Linked DNA regions of Hordeum vulgare: region 2 is linked to region 1. The links are chromatin contacts, called in public Hi-C maps. All regions are on one chromosome and are shown on one strand. The core of a region is the stretch at or near the end of the contact, and the rest is flanking DNA. Distances in the headings are between cores, read along the strand shown. Region 1 holds the start of LOC123409857 (cold-responsive protein kinase 1-like). Region 2 holds the start of LOC123408784 (ENHANCER OF AG-4 protein 2-like).

Evidence for each region. Hi-C and Micro-C count contacts between places; a contact is called where the count stands out from the background.
Region 2: a Hi-C map of seedling shows a contact between it and region 1, with 6 times the contacts expected there. The contact joins the promoter of LOC123408784 here to the promoter of LOC123409857 in region 1. A contact is called at or near these places in 3 of 6 Hi-C or Micro-C datasets (leaf and seedling) and 1 of 1 datasets of contacts at active chromatin or transcription factors (embryo).

What each region holds. Positions count from the first base shown.
Region 1 is chr7H:446,940,472-446,946,002 of MorexV3_pseudomolecules_assembly, forward strand. LOC123409857 (cold-responsive protein kinase 1-like) reads left to right here and starts at 2,661. Exons shown (of 2, transcript XM_045102727.1): 1 at 2,661-3,256; 2 at 3,366-4,676. The coding sequence starts at 3,175. The coding sequence ends at 4,390. LOC123409855 (choline transporter protein 1-like) reads left to right here. Exons shown (of 10, transcript XM_045102725.1): 5 at 54-127; 6 at 210-329; 7 at 495-851; 8 at 970-1,230; 9 at 1,318-1,545; 10 at 1,868-2,247. The coding sequence ends at 2,059.
Region 2 is chr7H:447,668,364-447,673,894 of MorexV3_pseudomolecules_assembly, forward strand. LOC123408784 (ENHANCER OF AG-4 protein 2-like) reads left to right here and starts at 3,476. Exons shown (of 13, transcript XR_006612787.1): 1 at 3,476-3,948; 2 at 4,125-4,201.

The DNA.
Region 1 (5,531 bases), core at 1,411-3,910:
GACACATCATCTTAAACGTAATCTCATATGTTTGGACTATTTTATGTACTCAGCTGGCTGGATTGGCAATGATCCCTTAACTGTTGTGATTGGTCCAAGTGATCCATATGTCAGCATAGGTGGACGGGTATGCTTGTACCTCCTGTTATTATTTTTTAATACTATCTTTGCTAAGCTTCTCGTTATCTCATCATTTATCTCTTCACCAGGAAATAAACCACCTTCAGGCTGCTGCTGTATTGATGACAGTGGTAATGATCATTGCTTTCCTGACTTCAATAGCTATTGTCCGGCGTATACTGATAGCGACATCCACAACCGTCCTAAAGGTGCGTATGGTGCTGAATCCACTAGCTTGACATGCACACCATTTCCCGCAATAAGCTGTGCGGGATTACAGCTCGCATTTTGCAAAAGAATGGGTGCTAGCTTACATGTGTTGTGTATTTCTTGCTTGTATCATCTGAGCGCTCATCAGCATGAACTGTATGTAGGTGGCTGCAAAGGTCATTGGTGAAGTCCATGCACTCATCATCTTTCCGGTCGTACCATACTTCGCCCTTGCTATCATCTATATGTTCTGGTTTGCGGCGACACTGTATCTTTTCAGCTCTGGTCAAGTTGTACAAAATGATTGCAATGCAGAGTGCTGCTCATTTGATCTCAAGCTGGGAAAAGTAAATTGCGACAGCTGTTGTGGATACAGTGTCCATTACACCCCTCATATCGGCATTGCAATTCTTTTCCACCTGTTCGGCTGTTACTGGGCAACACAATTCTTCATTGCATGCTCTTCGACTGTAATTGCTGGATCAGTTGCTTCATACTACTGGGCGCGTGGTGAAATATCGGTAAGCACCACACACAAACCTTAGACCGGCAAATAACTAGAGTTAATTGTCATGTTTTTACCATTAGAAGGTAGTGTTTTCCATCCGACTGACTGCACGGCACAATGTTGTGATGCAGCATGACATACCATTCCATACCGTGGTGTCTTCCCTGAAGCGTTTGCTGCGCTACAGCCTTGGATCTGTGGCCCTAGGCTCACTGGTTGTATCCAGCGTAGAGTGGGTGCGGTTTATACTTAAGTGGCTCCGCCGTAGGCTGAAGGGGGTTGATTCGACCGGTGAAAGCCGCTTGGGGAAGACAGTGTCATCGTCATCTCATTGCTGCTTGGGCTGCATAGACTGGACCATCAAGTCAGTGAACCGGAATGCCTATATCGTGGTACGGTACATGTGTTTATTTTAGCTCCCCCTTGTTAGAACTGTCTTGTGTGGCTGTGATGATTAACACCATGAACTGCCGGTGCAGATTGCGGTTACAGGGAAAGGATTCTGCAAGGCGTCCGAGCTCGCGATGGGGCTGATAATGAATAACATACTGCGCATCGGAAAGGTGAACGTGATCGGGGACGTGATCCTCTACCTTGGCAAGCTGTGCGTGAGCCTGTCCAGCGCGCTGTTCGCGTTCCTCATGCTGGACACCCACAAGTACAGGTCTGCTCACAACAAGATATCGTCTCCGCTCTTCCCCGTGCTGGTAAGCAAAGCGGCATCCTTGTCGGAAATCCATTGGTGCTCCCAGGAGCGCGTGATCCTGCGCGCGGAAAATAATTTTTGAGATGTCAAAAAATTTACAACAAAAATTCTGTGTGTTCTTTGTCACATCCAGATGCTACATAAAAAAATGTCGGCAAAAAGGTTAAACATTTTGGTATGTGCAAACATAAAGTAGAAATAAACACCAAAAAAATCCATCCTTGCGCTCATCTATCAGTCTCCTTGACGTGTTCCTTTTTTTTGGTAAAGAAAAAACTTCGCTAACCGACTGACATATAATGCATGTACGTTTTGGTTGTCAGCTGTGCTGGGCGCTTGGGTACGTGGTGGCGCAGCTCTTCTTCGGGGTGGTGGAGACGTCGGTGGAGACGATCATCCTGTCCTTCTGCCAGGACGCGGAGGAGCACGACGGGGAGGCGCAGTACGCTCCCCCGCTGCTCATGGAGACGCTGGGCGACACGAGCCAGCTGCAGAGGCTCACGCAGGGCCCCTGATGGATCAAAGCTTCTCTGCTGCGTCGATCCACCTTAGTAGTGTACTACTGTAGTAGTGTTACCAGAGGAAGATGGTTTGGGTGAATGGCTTTGACCATAATAATACGCACTATACTAATACTCCGTATTAACTTCGTTGTTAGGTGGAAATGGAATGAGGGCAGTTGGTGCCTGGCTACGGTGGAAAAGACCTCTACTAGTAGTGTCGATGAAGTTTCTTTGTTTGTGATGGGGATGGCAATCGGGTACCGGATGGATACGTAGGTAGTACTGGTACCGGTTTCCGTTGTTACTCCATGATGCAAAGTCAACGAAGCACGGGTTCGGCTCAGGGAGTCTGTTCGTACTACTAGCAATGATGCGAAGGGTGGTCATCAATTCATCATGGTGATGTGAGCACTGGCGTAAAGCAATGGATGGTAGTACTACGTATTTCCTGCCTGTGTGGCTGCTAAGTGAATAATCCTAAGAAAACGTGCTGGGTGATGTCGTGGTCAACAGCCAACACGAACAATATTTGTGAGAATACACGAAGTAGTGATTGAACTATTTCAGGCTGAAGGGGTCTGATTGAACTGCAGTTTATAAAAGATTGTATGTAAATTTACAAAGCGCTGGATATGCTTGTAGTTCGGTAGGCGGCCGTCTAATGATTCGTGTGAAAGCTCCTGTATGTACTGCAGGTCAACTGATCAACAAGCCGGCCATCTGAAATGAGAACTGCCTACCTGTCATTGTTGTCAACGTCAAAGATACACGGTCGCGGGACCAATTGATCTAGCGCACCAGCAAACAAAGCAGAATACGCATAGCAGGCTGCTGGATGCTGCCTCCGTTCATACACAACACCTCCAACCTCCTAGCTAGGCATCATTTTCTGTCGCTCCCCCTCTCCCTCGGACGGTTAGTGCGAGGGAGCTTCGTATTATTACATTCGACTTTTCCGATGCGGCACAACCAGCTTCTTCTTCTTCTCCATGTTTGATCAATCACCACCACCGGCTTCTTCTTCTTCTTCTTCTTCTTCTTCTTCTTCTTCTTCTCCATACAGGAGTTAGTCTGATCCTAAGCTAGGAAGAAACTCTCTCTGGTGCCGTGTGTTTATATGAGTCGCCATGCCTTGTTGCTGCTGCTGCTTCCGTGTTTCCAGCAAGAAAGAGAAACACGCCTCCGGTCTCTACTCCCGTTCCATGGGCAGTAAGCAACAGTTCTCTTCTCCATTCCCCCAATTCACTTGTCATTTATCTCATTCTGGACGAGAACGCATGGCGACGATGGTCGAATTGACTATAAGCTTTGGTTTCAGGACTGTCATCTGAGAAGAAGATCAGGCTCTTCTCCTACGCGGAGCTGCGGTCGGCGACCAACAACTTCCACCGGAGCAACAACATCGGCCGAGGCGGCTTCGGCACCGTCTACAAGGGCGCGCTGCGGGACGGCGGCGGCGACGTGGCGGTCAAGGTGCTGTCCGCGCACTCCCGGCAGGGCACCACGGAGTTCCTCACCGAGATCGACGTCATCGCCAACGTGGAGCACCCCAACCTGGTGTCCCTCCTGGGCTGCTGCGTGGAGGGCCGCCACCGCATCCTCGTCTACGAGCATCTCCGCAACGGCAGCCTCCACGGCGCCCTCCTCGCCTCCGCCGGTGACCCCGCCAGGCTCACCTGGGGGATCAGGCGCGGCGTCTGCGTCGGCGTCGCCAGGGGCCTGGCGTTCCTGCACGAGGAGATGGCGTCCGGCCCCATCGTGCACAGGGACATCAAGGCCAGCAACGTCCTCCTCGACGCCGGCTACGGCGCCAAGATCGGCGACTTCGGCCTCGCCAAGCTCTTCCCGGACGCCGCCACACACGTCAGCACCCGCGTCGCGGGGACCACGGGGTACCTCGCGCCGGAGTACGCGCTGTACGGCCATCTCACCAAGAAGGCCGACGTCTACAGCTACGGGGTGCTGCTGCTGGAGACCGTCACCGGCAAGAGCAGCTCCAGGAGCCTCCATTTATCCGACGAGGGGGACAAGGTGCTGGTGGAGAGGGTGTGGGAGCTCTACGAGGCCGCCAACCTCAGGGAGATGATCGATCCGGCCATGGAAGACGGGTGCAATGAGGAGGAGGCTGTGAGGTACATGAAGGTGGCGCTGCTGTGCACGCAGGCGACGCCGCAACGGCGGCCGTCGATGCCGCAGGTGCTGGAGATGCTGGAGAGGGAGGATGTCCGGGTGAGGGAGAAAGAGCTCACGCCGCCGGGCTACGTCGTCAGGGACAACAAGGACAGCCACTCCACGTCCATGCTCGTTGCTTCGCACACCCTGACGGAGCTGGCGCCAAGGTGAAGAAGAGCAACTAGGCACAAGGTTCGTCCGTTCGAGTAACTGAGTAGCTAGTAGTAGAATTGAACTGACAATCTGAGGCATCAGCCAGACTGGCAGAGAGTCTAGCAGTCCTTGCCATGAACGATGCCACCATTGTTCTTCCCAAAGGGTAAGTGCTTACTCTCCAGGTGCGTGGCAGTCCGGCCATAATGTTTCTCAATGGTAATTTTAGTCATTCAAGGATGGCAAATTTGAGTGATACACGCCAAATTTTTGTTGAAAATAAATTGAAGCATTAAAGTTGTCATACTGGTGTCACTAAACTTGCTATAAAAGACGTTCAAAGTTATCATGTGCTCGTGCCACACGTTATGTACTTATCAGGGCAGGGGCGGACCATAGTTCAACTGAATGGGGGCCTAGGCCCCCACTCAAATTTTTGAATTCCCTTTGTATTTGTGCACATTTTAAAACAAAACACTTCAAAATGAGCAACTTTATAGAAGGTGTGCCCCCAGTCAAATATAGCGCCCCCAGTCAAAATTTTGTCTGGGTCCGCCCCTGTATCAGGGTCTTTGCTTTTTGTTTGAAAGGGTGAAAAATGCTCTGGCCTCTTGCATCGATGTATGAATGCAACCATTTTAATTATCTATATGCCTTATTGTGAGTTTGTGAAGTCAAAATGTATGACTATGTGGTGTTGTTTATGATTATGTGATGTTGTTTTGATGTGTTGTTGAGTATGAGAAAGTGATGTTGTTTATTAAATATGTTGTTGTGTATAAGTGTGTTATTGCTTGCTGTTACGATGTACCGGTGTTTATAAATTATGATTATATATTGATGTTTATGACTATGAGTTGTTCAAATTGATGCCTTGCAAACATGAATAACTTTACCCGCCGGTACCCATACCCAAACCCTACCGGTGCCTTCCCTAGTGCCACTACCTTTAGAATAAGACCAATCTTGGATATTTTTCAAATATGTTTACATTCCAACGTTTCGATAGAGTTGTTTCACTTCTTCTATTTCAAGTCATTTCAAAACACATTCCAATTATTTGGAATAATCAATCTAAAACTGATTCCAACTATTTAAAAAGCGGACTTCACATGATATTTTATAGCATAATTCCTTGTTAAAAAATTGAGTTCATCCT
Region 2 (5,531 bases), core at 2,226-4,725, 730 kb after region 1:
AAGTTTGAATAATCATCCATAAGTTTGAACCATGAGTAGGGCAATTTCGAATCATTGTTTTCATCCTCTCCCAAGATTCTGCAAAATGTTCTTGGTCGTGTTGTTTAAAATTCATAATTTGATTTCTAAGGGAGATGATCTTAGTAGGAGGAAAATACTTCGTAATAAAGGCATCTTTACACTTATCCCATGTTCCAATACTATTACGTGGTAAAGATGAGAACTAAGATTTAGCTTTATCTCGTAAAGAGAAAGGGAATAATTTTAACTTCACAATATCATTATCCATGTCCTTTTCCTTTTGCATATCACCAAGTTCAACAATGGTATTAAGATGAGTAGTTGTATCCTCATTAGGACTTCCCAAAAATTGACCTTTCATCACAAGAGCCAGCAATGCAACATTCATATCACATGACTCCGCACTAGTGGTGGGTGGTATATGTGTACTAAAAAATCATTGTTATTAGTATTTGAGAAGTCCCACAACTTAGTAGTGTCTTGAGACATGGTGACCGAGCAAACAAGGTAACAGTGGGATAAGTAAACTAGCAAGCAAAGAAGTAAAGTAGTGGCTAGCAAAGGTATTTTTTTTTGTATTTTTGATTTATATGAAGCAATATAAATATTAAAACAAATAAAAAGAAGAACAAGTGATTGATAATTTGTGTGAAGTTACTTGATAGTAGGTTGGTGATACCCCCGGCAACGACGTCAGAAATCCTTCCCGATACTTGTGATATGCTTTGGGTTTTCCGTGAAGAGGAACGTGTGATGCATCACAATATAGGTAAGTATTTCCCTTAATAGAGAACCAAGGTTTACCGAACCAATAGGAGTAATAGGCAACCCCCGTCTTCAACGACTGCACACAAAGAAGCAAACACTTGTACCCAAAGCGGGCAAGAGGGTTGTCAATCCCATTGGACTCGTTACTTGCAAGCAAGTAAAGTGTCTAGATGAAAGTTGATAATTGCAAAGGAAAAGAAAAGTAAATAAAGGTAGAAAAGAAATTGTAACGTTTGTAAACTTATAAGTGAATAAACCCGGGGACCGTAGTTTTCCCTAATGGCATCTCTCATATAGTAGGCATACAGTGGGTAAACAAATTACTCTTGGGCAATTGACAGAAAAGCGCATAGTTATATATAGGCATCACGTCAATAAACAAATAGCTTGACTCCTCTTTGCATCTATTACTATTACTCCACTCGTCTACTGCTATTCAGCATGCATCTAGAGTATTAAGTAAAATAGAGTAATGTTTTGAGAACAATGACATGATATAGATAAAGATAACTCAATCAATATGAATTAAACCCATCGTTTTATCCTTAGTGGCAACAATACAAAGACGTATCTTGTCCCTATCTGTCGTTGGGATATAGAAACTCATTAGATTGAACCCACTACAACACACAACTCTCACTGAACAAATATCAATCTAGTTGGCCAAACTATTTTAATAGATCAGAGAGATTTACGAAGCTATCATAATCATGCAAATAAGAACCATGATAAGAATTAAGAAAATTCTCATATCTTTATTATGAATAATCTGAACATAAACCCACAATTCATCGGATCCCAACAAACGCACCACACAATAGGATTACATCAGATAGATCAAAGCGAAGATGCGATGATCATTGTATTGAAGATCAAGAGAGAGAGATAGCCATGTAGGTAGTAACTACTGACTCGTAGGTCTATGGTAAACTACTCACACATCACCATGGAAGCAGCAAGGTTGATGTAGAGGTCTTCCGTGATTGACCCCCCTCCGACAGGGCACCAAAAAAGGACCCTAGATGGCCTCACGGTGGAACATAGACTTGAAGCGGCGAAAAAGGTGTTTCGGGTGGCTCCTTAGGGTTTTTGGGATATTTGTGAATCTATAGGACGAAGAGGAACGAGACGAGGCGCTAGGGGGACCCACCACACAACAGGGCACGACAACCCGTGGGCGCGCCCTGATGTGCAGTGGCCCCTCGTGTGGCCTCCGACCTCTTGCTGGAGCTTTCAGGTCTTCTTTTGGTCGAGAAAAATCATAAAAAACTTTCGGAGCAATTGGACTTGGTTTGATAGTGTAACATGCATAGCCAAAAACATGCGGAAAACATCAAGTGGCACTGGGTTAATAGATTAGTGCTCAAAAATAATATTAATTGTTATATAAACACCCAAAAAATATCCTAGGATGACAATATTATAGCATGGAACAATACAAAATTATAGATACATTGGAGACTGATCAACGTCCAAGAGACTCGTTTCGATCGCCGAGAGCCCATGGAGACACATACACCACCATCCTTTATAGGAGTAATGTGTTAGTTGCAAAACATCCGTATTCAAATGCTAATGAGAGTCATTTCGACTAAATGCCTTTACATATATTTTTGTTCTCGCTTCAAAGCTCATGAGAGTCATTTCGACTCGACATCTTATCATGTCGAAGTGCCCCTTTTCTGATTTGTTCTGGCCAAACCAATGACATATTGATGATTTACATTTTTGACGACATTTTAACAATTTGAGGTCCACCAACCGGAGAGAGACCTGAGTATTCCGTAAAACAATGTGCGCCTGCAGCGGTTTTCGGTGCGGTTCACTTTTGGGCTAGTGACAATAGTGAGATATTTCGACGTGGCTATATAAGTTAAGATACCAATAGAGAAAAAGTCCTCACATATTAATCAAGCCACCCCCCTCCATCGTTCCTCCACAACCCTTCGCTCTTCGATAGGTCCCAACCACGACGATCGATTTAGGGGCGCAACCTCACTAGCCGGTCTCCACATTCATCCGACGTAGCTAGTGTACACCTAACCGCCTCTCCCCTCCTTCTCCAGCATCTGTATTTACTGCCGGATTGTTGCATTCGACCTTTCAAAACATCCTCGCCTCCTACTTGTATACTTCGGCTCATCCCTATCAATGGTTGGCGCTTCGTGGAATGATAAAGCAAGACGAAGGCCATGAGCAAAATCAACATCAACTTTGTCGAGGAACGGAGGTAATTCGAACTCTCGCAACCTTGGTTCTAGATCTAAATCCATATGTTTTGATTACCATTTGCACCTTTGGTTGGCGAATTGCATCCTTGTGTTTTTCTTTCTTTTCATCTTGATGAAATACAATAGTTTTTATTTTTGATGTAACATAGTACTGTAGTAGGTAAAGTTGGCATCTTGTGGCAAAGGTGTCTATGTTCATGTCCTTAGCCCAAAAGGAAAAAAAGAGAGGAAGAAACACAAAACGCTGAGCTGGTAGAGAAAGTATTTGCACCACCAGCGTCATAAACGAGTACCGGAAAGAGACAAGGAAGCCCCAGGTGTTCTCCAAACCGAACGGCGCCGCATCAACAACCTACCGCGGCCGTCTGATCCAGATCGTGCGGCGTGCCGCCGGCGTGACACCTCTCCCCCTCCACGAGGTCCAGGCGGAAGAAAAAGGAGCGATTTCCCCCCCTCCTCCTGGTTATTCACATCGTCTGGTTATTCACACCACATTGAGCAGAGGGGAGAAAATTGCGAGGAGGGGAGGAGGATTCCGAATCGCAGTTGCAACCCAGTAATCCACTCCACCACCGCACGGATTCGATCGCCGCCGCCGCCGCCGCCGCCATCGCCTCCCCCCACCGCTGTAGGAACCCTCACGGCGGCCGCCGCTACCCTCCCCCTTCCCTTCGACTAGGGTCTCCTTTCGTGCCGCACTGCGAGCTGCTAGGGTTCCCCTGGCCCTCGCCGGTTAGGGTTCCCCCGTTGGCCCCTCCTCTTCAACGGGGTGCGGGCGGACGCTGGGGAAGAAGGGCGCCTAGGGCCTCACCGCCCAATGGCTCCCGTCGCAAGGCGGGGCGCCAAGAGCGTCAAATGGAACAGAGAGCCGCAGCTCGGGGACCTCGTCCTCGCCAAGGTCAAGGGCTACCCTTTCTGGCCAGCCAAGGTCCAGCCTACACTCCTCCCCTGCCTGCTACCTAGGGTTTTTCTCCCCCCATAGCGAGCCAGTTCCCTCCCTTTCTGCATCTTTCTTGGCCACATCTCTGCCTGCCTGAATCTTGATATGTCTAGGATACTGACATGTGCTTCAGTCTTGGGGGTTAATGCTACTTGTCTATGCAGGTGAGCAGGCCAGAGGATTGGAATCAGGAGCCCACCCCGCGCAAGTTCTTTGTCCTCTTCTTTGGCACCAAAGAGATGTAAGACCATCCTCAATTCCTCATGCTCAGTAGTTACTAGCTCCTTTTGTCGCCATGTTTAACGGTATTCTAACTGCCTATTCTACCGTTGATGATTTCTTGGATAAGAGATTTAAGACCGTCCTCGCGCTCATTAGTTACTAGCTCCTTTTGTCGTTATGTTTAATGGTATTCTAACTGCCAATTCTACCGTGGATGATTTATCATATATAAGAGATGTAAGACCGTCCTCGTGCTCATTAGTTACTAGCTCCTTTTGTCGCCATGTTTAACGGTATTCTAACTGCCAATTCTATTGTGGATGATTTGTTGGATAAGGGATTTAAGACCGTCCTTGCGCTCATTAGTTACTAGCTCCTTTTGTCGCTATGTTTAATGGTATTCTAACTGCCAATTCTACCGTGGATGATTTATCATATATAAGAGATGTAAGACCGTCCTCGTGCTCATTAGTTACTAGCTCCCTTTGTCGCCATGTTTAACGGTATTCTAACTGCCAATTCTATTGTGGATGATTTGTTGGATAATAGATTTAAGACCGTCCTTGCACTCATTAGTTGCTAGCTCCTTTTGTCGCTATGTTTAATGGTATTCTAACTGCCAATTCTACCGTGGATGATTTATCGTATAAGAGATGTAAGACCGTCCTCGTGCTCATTAGTTACTAGCTCCTTTTGTCGTCATGTTTAATGGTATTCTAACTGCCAATTCTACCGTGGATGATTTATTGGCTAAGAGATTTAAGACCCTCATCGTGCTCATTAATCATTAGTTACTAGCTCCTTTTGTCGTCATGTTTAACGGTATTCTAACTGCCAATTCTACCGTGGATGATTTATTGGCTAAGAGATTTAAGACCCTTATCGTGCTCATTAGTCATTAGTTACTAGCTCCTTTTGTCGTCATGTTTAACGGTATTCTAACTGCCAATTCTACCGTTGATGATTTATTGGCTAAGAGATTTAAGACCCTCATCGTGCTCATTAGTCATTAGTTACTAGCTCCTGTTGTCGCCATGTTTAATGGTATTCTAACTGCCAATTCCATCGCGGATGACATGTCGGATACATGAATGCCAAACGTCGTCACGCTCTTGATGAATGCGCCACTTCATACTTGCCTTTTTCTGTTTGTATTCTTTACATTTATCACACAGCCGAGATCACATGCAGGAGACACTAATACTCTTTTGTAGTTATTTAGTTATTTATACCCAATCTGTTGCCTCAAATTCCGTTAAGTTCATCCATGTTAAGGTATGCCATGAGTGGGTAAGTAGTTACGCATTTTTTACTTTGGGAACATTACTACTCTGTCTCCTACAGTGACG